2 separate regions of the Oryctolagus cuniculus genome follow, and region 1 is linked to region 2. A link is a contact called in public Micro-C data. All regions are on one chromosome and are shown on one strand. Each heading gives the region's core, a stretch centred on a gene start, on an enhancer-like site or on the middle of the called end of the contact. The rest is flanking DNA. Distances are from core to core; before and after follow the strand shown. Region 1 has its middle 210 kb from the start of TPRG1. Region 2 has its middle 83 kb from the start of TPRG1.

Region 1 (4,364 bases), core at 1,437-3,936, 130 kb after region 2:
CTGCTTCTTCTATTTGATTAACCAAGCCCTAATGTGGCCAGAGCATAAAATGCCCATTCCCAATGAGCAATTATGGTGGGTATTATGGCCTAAATTGTGTCCTTTGCAGAATTCATGTTGAAGTCCTAATACCTGTTATCTCAGAATACGACCTTATTTGGATATAGAGTCTTTAAAAGGCAATCAAATTTAAATGAAGTCACCAGGATGGACCCGAAATCAATAGGACTGGTGCTGTTACAGGAAGGTGAGATCAGGCACAGACACACCAAGAGAAAAGGCCACGAGAAGACACCAGGGAGAACACAGTCATCTATAAGCCAAGGAGAGAGAGGTCAGAAGAAGAAAGCCCTGCCTTTATCATGATATTACACTGCCGCCATGCAGACTCATCCTGTCATTTAAGTCTGGGGTTGTTCGGCAGTCCTAGCAAACAAATGCAACAGGTGTAGTCAGTTGTGGCAACGTGCTTTTATCCCACATACAACCAACCTATGGAAAATGAGATATGAGGGAAAATCTTTTAGTTCTATTAAAAAAAAAAAAAAAAAAAAAAAAAAAAAAAAAAAAGGTCTTTGCATGGCCGGCACCATGGCGCAGTAGGTTAATCCTCCACCTTCAATGCCAGCATCCCATATGGGAGCCAGTTCGAGTCCCAGCTGCTCCTCTTCCAACCCAGCTCTCTGCTATGGCCTGGGAAAGTAGCAGAAGATGGCTCAAATGCTTAGGCCCCTGCACCTGCATGGGAGATCAGGAAGAAGCTCCTGGCTCCTGGCTTCGGATCAGCACAGCTCCAGCCATTGCGACCATCTGGGGAGTGAACCATCAGAAGGAAGACCTTTCTCTCTGTTTCTCCCTCTCACTGTCTGTAGTTCTACCTCTCAAATAAATAAAAAATTTTTTGAAAAAAAGCCTTTGCTTGCTTTACACATTACTCTAAAAAGATAGTTGCAACTGTATTAGCGGTCTTGAAACTACAAGGGAAAGAAAAAGAAATTTTCAGGGACACTGATCTTTACTTTTGACACAGATGAGTTACTGAACCAACCCCAGAACAGCTAACCTCTGGACATCTTGTTTTATTAATAAAACTCAGTTGTTTGAATTATTTTTGTACTCTACCATTTGCAGCCAAAAGAATCAACATTGTTACATCTCCAAGTATTGCCATTAACTGTTTTCATATTAAATCACTCCATTTCTCTGTCTGAAATCTGGAAGACTCATTGTAAGAGGTAATAGAAGTACAGCAATCTGAAGAATGAATTTCATCACATCAGGAAAGTGGATGGAAACAGATAGAGGCACACTAGGAAAATACTTTTAAATTGTATCGAAAGTCAGTTGGCAGAAGGTTCTCTCTCCCAACACCCTAGCATATTAATTCCTTCATTCAGGAAACATTTATGGAGCATCATCTATGTATGGGTACGTGCTGCCACCTCCAGTGAAAGGGAAATTGAGTCTTGAACTTGAGCAAGATTGTTTATTGTGGGTATGGAGACTAAATATTTTTGCAAGACTCATTTGGCTGACAAGGAGAACCAAATAAGTGAGGTAAATCCTGGCCTGTGGCCCCTGGCTCCAAAAGCAGCCAGACACTGTGCTTGCCTCTTTCTGCCCTGTGCCACTATAGACACTCCTCCTCAGATAGGAAAAGGACTGCTCATATCAAACAATACCTGAAGAAACTACATCAAACGGCGTGGTGAGTTGGGAGCCACAGGGGATGGTACAGTTGGGAGTCTCTGCTCCAGGGAGGAGCCCACCAGCTAGGGCTGCCTTCCAGAAGGTAATCACAGCTTGTAAAAGCACCCTGGCGCCATGGTCATGGGACACTGCTCCTTTCCCATGAGTCCGGGGGTTCCAGGGACGGGAGAATAGCTGGCACAATAGGTGGCAAGTTAAATCATCATCTGTCTGAACCAAGCAGTTCACAACTGGAATGAGGAGAGATTAAGTAAAATAATCCTTGAGTTGTTTTTGTTTTTGTTTCCTGCCTTGTCTTTTTGTGTGTTTGTTTTTGTGATGAGAGCCAAGAAATCATTATTTTTCCTTCCAGGTGCCCAATAACTGAAAAGCCACTTTGGAGGGCGCCGACGCTACCTCGCCAGTATTGTTGCTGCCCCACGGAAGGGTGGGTAGGGCCTGGCAGTTAGGCAGCCCGTGTTTTAATTGGCCTCCTCCTGAAAGGGAACAAGCCAAACATTTGCGGGATGCTTATTCGAGCCAGTTTCAGAGTAATAAAAGTGAATCTTTGATACACAGAGAGTTTATGTTCTTCATAAAAATGCTAATTGCAATCTTCACTGAAAGGAGTGGCAAGAATGCTTTCCCCCTTGGGCTTGTTCGTGTGAAGAGGATTGTACTATGTGGATGACCTTGGTTCACTAAGGAGGGACAAAGCTTCAGGCCTCTCTACAGCCTTACAAACCCCACCCTAAGGAGTCCATCTCTGCAACTCTCAGAACATTCAGACTCTTTTCATGGAAAACTGGAAAGCAATGTATTCGTTTCTTTAAAAAAAAAAAAAAAAGCTCTGAACCCAAACACACAGGGAGAGCTTACAATATGTGTTCCTTCAGTAAGTATGTTTTTCCAAGGCCAATTTGGAGGACCTTCCTAGTTGGCTGAGAAAGCCTGGAGCCCCGGTAACTGCGTTCACAGCCCTCTCTGTGGCTTGGAAACCTTCCCCACCTACAGATGCTACAAGAAGCTGCTGATGTTTTTCCAGGGCCCCACTGTTTGCCTCTCTCAGTGCAGAGAAGGGAGACCGGGTGATGAGCGAGTTTTTATTTGTTCTGTGGGATGACTCATTCAGCAAGAGTTTCCGACCCAGAGTTTTAGTCTTTCTTTGCTGTATTCATCCTCCTCCCCACCCTCTTTGATTTTTTGGTCCTCGGGCAGGTTTCCATTCACCCTCTCCTGTCATCCTCTCCCTCAAATCACAAAATATAATAAGACTTTAAAAAAAAAAGTTAAACGTCCCACAATTGCACTCAATTTACTCGGGAACTTGTTTAAAGGGCAAGAGTTTTGAAACACGATCAACAAAATAATCAGTTCTGGATTGCATTAAATAGCAACCTTCCAGGCTGAGCCAAGTCTTACGAGACAAAACAGTCCTCTCCCATCCCTTCCCCCTGCCATGAATGGGACTCTGTGTCTCAAAAACATTTTATTGAATATTTCCCGAAATGATGTCTGTCTTTCCAACAGGGAGCGTGTGCAGTCTTTCTCAGAACTCAGACCCATCTTCGGTCCAGCTGCAGCTAGGTATTGCTCAATAGCTCTGGGTTGCTCACAGAAGCTGCACAATGATTCTACAGTGGACACTCAGCATTCACAGGAATGCTGGGGTTTTGGTGTTTTTTTTGAAAAAGGGTGGGGTGAGAGGGTACTAAATCTGAAGTTAATCAAAACTAATGGGACAAAACATCACACCAGGAACCAATTTTCATTCCAGTCGTGCGATAGAAATTTGTATTCATAACATGATTTCTAATATCCCATTCACCTTTTCCAATTGTGTACAAGACACAGTTCTTTAAACCTTGTCTTTTCCACCTGCAAATTGGACAAAGAGGAAGAAGAGCCAGAGAATGTAATACTCCTTATGAAGGTGCTGCGGTCGTGTCTTATAATGTTCTGCCCTTTTATTCTAAGTCGCATAATCAATGGTTCTATGCAGACTCTCTTCTGCAGACTCTAAATCTCATACAATCCAATAGAACCCAAGGAGCCCAAGTTAATAGCAGCTTAGACCAGGCAAGGGCAAACAAGGACCAGATAGGGCCACCAAGTCAAACACTGTGGTAGGGAAAACAGGATTTCACTCAAGGAACACTTGCTGCTCACACCATGCTTAGGTCAAGGCTGGTGTCACGGGACCAAGATCTCACAGCCAGAGGAAACATTTCCAAATGCTGTGATGCTGTCCTAGGGAGATGAAGAGTGAACAATTACCTACTGGGTGGGATGGAGAAGCTGGTGGGCATGCTACAAAAGGCTCCTGTAAAGGCTGGAGGATCTCTCAGAAGTGTTGGCATCTGTACTAGTCAAAATGTCTTTTTAATTAGCCAAGTGGCAAAGGCTGGGGATAGTGACATGAGAAGAGAGGAGAGCACAGCAGAAAGCAGATGCCATGTTAGAAGGTCATGGAGACAGTAGAGCCCAAGGTGCAAAGGAAAGACACAAAAATATATGATGAGGAATACAGAATAAATGAATGTATGGATAACCTAAGTAGGAAATAGTGAGAGGCACTGATGGCATTTGAGAAGAAAAGTGACATAATCAGACAAGTGAATGTGGTAACATCATCCTGAATTGGAAGAAAGAAAGAAACCTGTGACTTACACTAT
Region 2 (4,866 bases), core at 1,129-3,628:
CTTCCAGACAAGTAGTACCCCTTGGAGAGACCAAGTTCCATTTAAGATAGAAGACAGATAAAGAGTTGCACAAAAAGACTAAAAATGTGAGAATTTGTCAGCATAGAAGGCAAGCTCAAGGGTGTTACAAACAGTTGGAAGGAGTAGGAGGCAGGTGGGAAAGAGGAGAGGAATCAAAGCAAAACGGATACAAGGAGCAGTAATGACCAAAAGGCAAGGCTACCAAAAAGGCTGAGATGTGAAGCCTGGCAGAGAACACAGCCTTCAAATTTTAAAAATAATAAGAAGAAAATAAATAAAACTTTGGAATAAAGTTGTTTTGGTGCTAGAAAACCATGGCTTTTGCTCAGGATTCCAAACAGCATGTTGTGAAAATATGCTGCCTCCAAAACCATCCCTTTCTGAGTGTGCAGGGCAGGATTTTCTTTTCCCAAAATCTTAGCTTGTGGTGGAAGTCACAGGGGCTCCACTCAAGGATGAGAGAGCACAGATGTCTCTTGGTGGTGCCAGCTGCTGCCTGAACTGGTCAAGCAAGCTGTCCAAGTTCACACAGTCCGCCTGTGACAAGGCTTCTATTCTAATCCTAATCTGATGGAGTGAAGGTCCGTGCTTTGTGCATCGGGTACCTCTAAAGACAGCAAGCGATCAGTAAGCGTCCGAGGGTCATTATTGACAGCAACTGAGTTAGTATTTGCCAACACTATAAACTTAGACACTCACCGAGACTCAACACCACTACCAAATGGTTCATTATAAGACAGTTTAATAAATACACTAGGGCCGGCGCCGCGGCTCACTAGGCTAATCCTTCGCCTAGCGGCGCCGGCACACCGGGTTCTAGTCCCGGTCGGGGCGCCGGATTCTGTCCCGGTTGCCCCTCTTCCAGGCCAGCTCTCTGCTGTGGCCAGGGAGTGCAGTGGAGGATGGCCCAGGTGCTTGGGCCCTGCACCCCATGGGAGACCAGGAAAAGCACCTGGCTCCTGGCTCCTGCCATCGGAACAGCGCGGTGTGCCGGCCGCAGCGTGCCGGCCGCGGCGGCCATTGGAGGGTGAACCAACGGCAAAGGAAGACCTTTCTCTCTGTCTCTCTCTCTCACTGTCCACTCCGCCTGTCAAAAAAAAAAAAAAAAAAAGAAATACACTAAATCCAAAATACAGTGTGGGGTTGAGACAGGGAGCCAAGAACCACGGAGAGTGAATCGGCAAGGATTCTTGGAGGTGAGATTGCAGCTGGCTCTCAAATAGCATCTTTCATTTTCCAAAAGATACCTTTCCTGTAGATTCTCAGACCTACCCTTCCTATCTCTATTTTAAGGTAGCAGTGCTAATTTGGCCTTCAGTGGGGAATGAGGAGGAAACTGCAATGCCTCATCTTGCCGCATGAAGCTGCTGTGAGTAGACCAGAGCCCACCCACCCCACATGCGTTGTCCTCCCTTGCGAAAACAGCCCTTGCCGCTCCAGCGCTGCTCCTGGGGCCTGACCTCTCTTTCAAGCCTGTAGTCAGCCGGCTTATCGGGCCTCCTCCAGCTGGATCTTGTTTTTGACTTGGCTGCTTCTTCTCATCTGTTTTCATTTCAGGCTCTGATCCTGATCCTTAAACTTGAATGTTGCCAAACCCCTTCTTCCTGCCTAGACCAAGGCTTAGGGATTATATTGAAGGACCATGGACCTAGGTGGGACAATCGTTAGCGTCCACCATTGGACTTCTGGCAGAGACTGCACTTGGGAACAGCTGAGCCTCCTCTAGGAGTCTGGGGTTGAAAGGAGCAGAACTAGATAGCCCGACATGCAGAACAGCGTAAACGGCTTTCCCAGAGCAATGAGGGGCAAAGTCTGGAGGTTGCAGCCCTTGCCCTGAGCGTCCAAGGTGGACTTTCTTTCTGAATGTTGAGCTACTCAGGGGCTCTAAGTAAAGCTCCAGTTACTGCACAGCCTTTATCCAGCTATGAGGCTCAGCATTCATGGAGCTGGAATTCATCCCCTCCCCCGTGACAGAAACTTCTCCCCAGATTTCTTGGCCATGGATTTGAAGGTGTGCCTCCACCTCAGAAAGCAGGCAGCTTCTTGGAAGGCTGCAAGGGATGAAAAAGTAAGATTGATTCTCCCTTTTGCCCATTCTCACGCCACTGCCTAGCCTGCCCTTCCCTCTTCCCACCCACAATCCCTCCTATTCCCCAAGGGCTGCCATTTTGGAGCCAAAATCCACTTTGTCAGCTCAAGAGCAGCCCTGCCTTCTCTTGCTCCACACACCATGTGACCCTGGAGAACCTCCAGGGCATATTTCATCTGGCATCAGCAACTAGAGGTCACTGTGACCCAAAACTTCCTGCATTCTCCGGCCTGGCAGCGCCTGCCAAAGCCAGCCGTGGCGGGGGAGGGAGAGCGCCACTGCGGGGTGAGGGGCGGGAGCTGACCGAATGTGGTGTCGGCCGCCTTGCCTGCCAGCAGACATCAGCGCCGGTTTTCCACTGCCGGCCATTCATTGGACTTGGCCAGCTTTGTTCCTTCTCTGGGACCAAGTCAACAAGCTGAGACCAGAGGAGCTGTGACTCTGGCATGCAGGGTACAACCACTTCTGTTTGCATGCACATCATGGCCAGCAGCTGTGCTCTGTTGTCCCCAGAGACAGCGATCCCCCCACCTGTCCCCAGGAATTGCTGTTCCATTTGTTTCCAGCATAGGAAAAAACACATATTGTTATTGAGGCCAGAGACTTCATCTTGAGATTCACTCAGGGTCAAAGGCAGTGAATGTGAAATCCTAACGCTGGGAAACTATTTTAATATCAGTTTACAAGGGTCCCCTTCCACACAAGAATCATAAAGTTTCAGGGCTAGAAAAGATCATAAACCATCCAAGCCAGTGGTTCTTCATCCAGTTTGGTAAAGAGACCTTTTGGTAATAGACAAAAACAAACCGCTCCCGACCCTGGGAAAAAGCCCATGGCCACACATGATTCTGCCCACGGTTTGCGGGGTGCAGGGACTCAGGAAGCTCATCTGTGGAAGGCTTGTCTGCTTCCACTACGGTATCTTGCCTCTCTGCCTTGCAATTGGCAGAAAGGAGAATGTGAGGCCGGGAGAGGATGTTGCCTCCTGCAAAGATCAAAGCTGGGTGCATTCCTGTAGAACCCAGATCTCACAGCTCCCAGCCTCCCTTGCAGACGACACAGGGGCCCTTCCGCCAGAGGCCCCTGGCCCTTTGTCTTTACCTTTATTGTCCCTCGTTTTTCTTCGTTTTTCCCCTTCCAGCTCTTTTCCCCTTAGTTCCTTGCTCTTCTCGCAGTCTTTCCCTTCTCACTTGATTTCCTCTAGTACTTTCTCCCCCCAATTCTCTTCATTTTTGCACTGAGCCTCGCCTGCTCTGTATATTGATGGGTCTTCAGCTCTGTGGCCCCCTGAAGAGGGCACTGGCTGTTGCTGAATCAAAAGACACAAGTGCTAAAGCAAGGATGGAATGAGATTGCAGAAAGCAGTGACATAAAAGAGAAAACCCTGTCTCTGTCTTCACATTTTCAATATGTATTTAGCACAAATGGGCCGTTTTACCCCTAGTAAAGAAAAGACGCCTACAGAAAGAAAGGAGCAAATCCCAGAAACCACTTCCGGAGATCAGAGGCTCCTAATGAGTGCTCCAAATACCCCCCTGAGAATGGCTTAGACCCTTTCAGGGATCTGCAATGTCAAAATTACTTTCAAAATAATGTTCGGATACTATTTTCCTTTGCACTATAATGCTGCACTGATGATTGCAAAAATGGTGGCACGTAAAACTGCTGAGGCTTTAGAATGAACGCATCGAGGCAGTGAAGCCAAATCACACTGTATTTTTTCACTGCCATGAACAAAAGTTTAAAAAAACGGAAGTTTGCCTTTAGAATGCCTTTAAAAGAGCAGTCAAAAGTCATTGTTGATTAAATTTAGAAGTGGGCTACATAACTTTTTACATTCCATGACAAACAGGAAATGTGCATAAAGGACCTCTGCTGTATATTGAAGAACAATACTTATTTCAATAAAAAGTAGTTTTGCAATAGAAACCAAATCAACCACTTTTTTTAATGAATCACCATATTAATTGGGAACAACTGAGAGACCAGCTGTGGTTATTTAAACCTGGATATGTCCAAAATATTTTCTCAGTAATATGCAGTATAAGCTGCCACTTCAAGGGCAAAACCAGGAATACCTTTTGACAATCAAAAACCTCAAGCAGTCCATTAAAAATCGGAATGCCAGAAAAGATGTATTCAGCACCATGAATTTAACAGCTTCCCAATCTTAAAACTTGTTGATTAGATTGATGATGTCTTGAAATATGTGAAATTTTCGTTTTGAAATAAAATGTGCCAAGGACTGGTAGAATTCAGTGAAGGAATACTTTCCAACTGACCAGTGCATAATGTTACAAAACCATTCATGAGAAAAGTATCCATTTAAAATGCATGATAGGGACCTGCTATGTGGCATAGCAGGTAAAGGCGCCGCCTGCAGTGCTGCCATCCCATAAGGGTACTGGTTCTATTCCCAGCTGCTCCACTTTCGATCCAGCTCTCTGCTATGGCCCGGGAAAGTAGTAGATGGCCCAAGTCCTTGGGCCACTGCACCCACGTGGGAGACCTGAAAGAAGTTCCTGGCTTCTGGCTTCAGATCAGCTCAGCTCCAGCCTTTGCAGACAGATGGGGAGTGAACCAGCAGACAGAAGACCTCCCTCTCTCTCTCTTTCTCTCTCTCTCTTCCTCTCCTTCTCTCTGTGTAACTCTGACTTTCAAATAAATAAATAAATCTTAAATAAAATAAAATGCATGATGGACTGTGGGATTTAAATATAGCTGAATATGAAATGCTCAATAGTAATGTTCCAGGG

Evidence for each region. A called contact is a pair of places that touch in the nucleus more often than the background predicts.
Region 1: a contact with region 2 is called in a Micro-C map of ear pinna, with 2.8 times the contacts expected there. The contact joins two enhancer-like sites. A contact is called at or near these places in 2 of 6 Hi-C or Micro-C datasets (ear pinna and psoas muscle).

The regions. Positions count from the first base shown.
Region 1 is chr4:90,667,030-90,671,393 of mOryCun1.1, forward strand. No RefSeq gene overlaps it. Among named protein-coding and RNA genes, the nearest start is that of TPRG1, 210 kb to the left of the region's middle. Within about 2 kb of position 2,687, at least 2 of the 8 cell types and tissues checked have an H3K27ac peak or open chromatin away from gene starts, as enhancers often do. A contact at or near this core is called in ear pinna, where this site is marked.
Region 2 is chr4:90,538,768-90,543,633 of mOryCun1.1, forward strand. No RefSeq gene overlaps it. Among named protein-coding and RNA genes, the nearest start is that of TPRG1, 83 kb to the left of the region's middle. Within about 2 kb of position 2,379, at least 2 of the 8 cell types and tissues checked have an H3K27ac peak or open chromatin away from gene starts, as enhancers often do. A contact at or near this core is called in ear pinna, where this site is marked.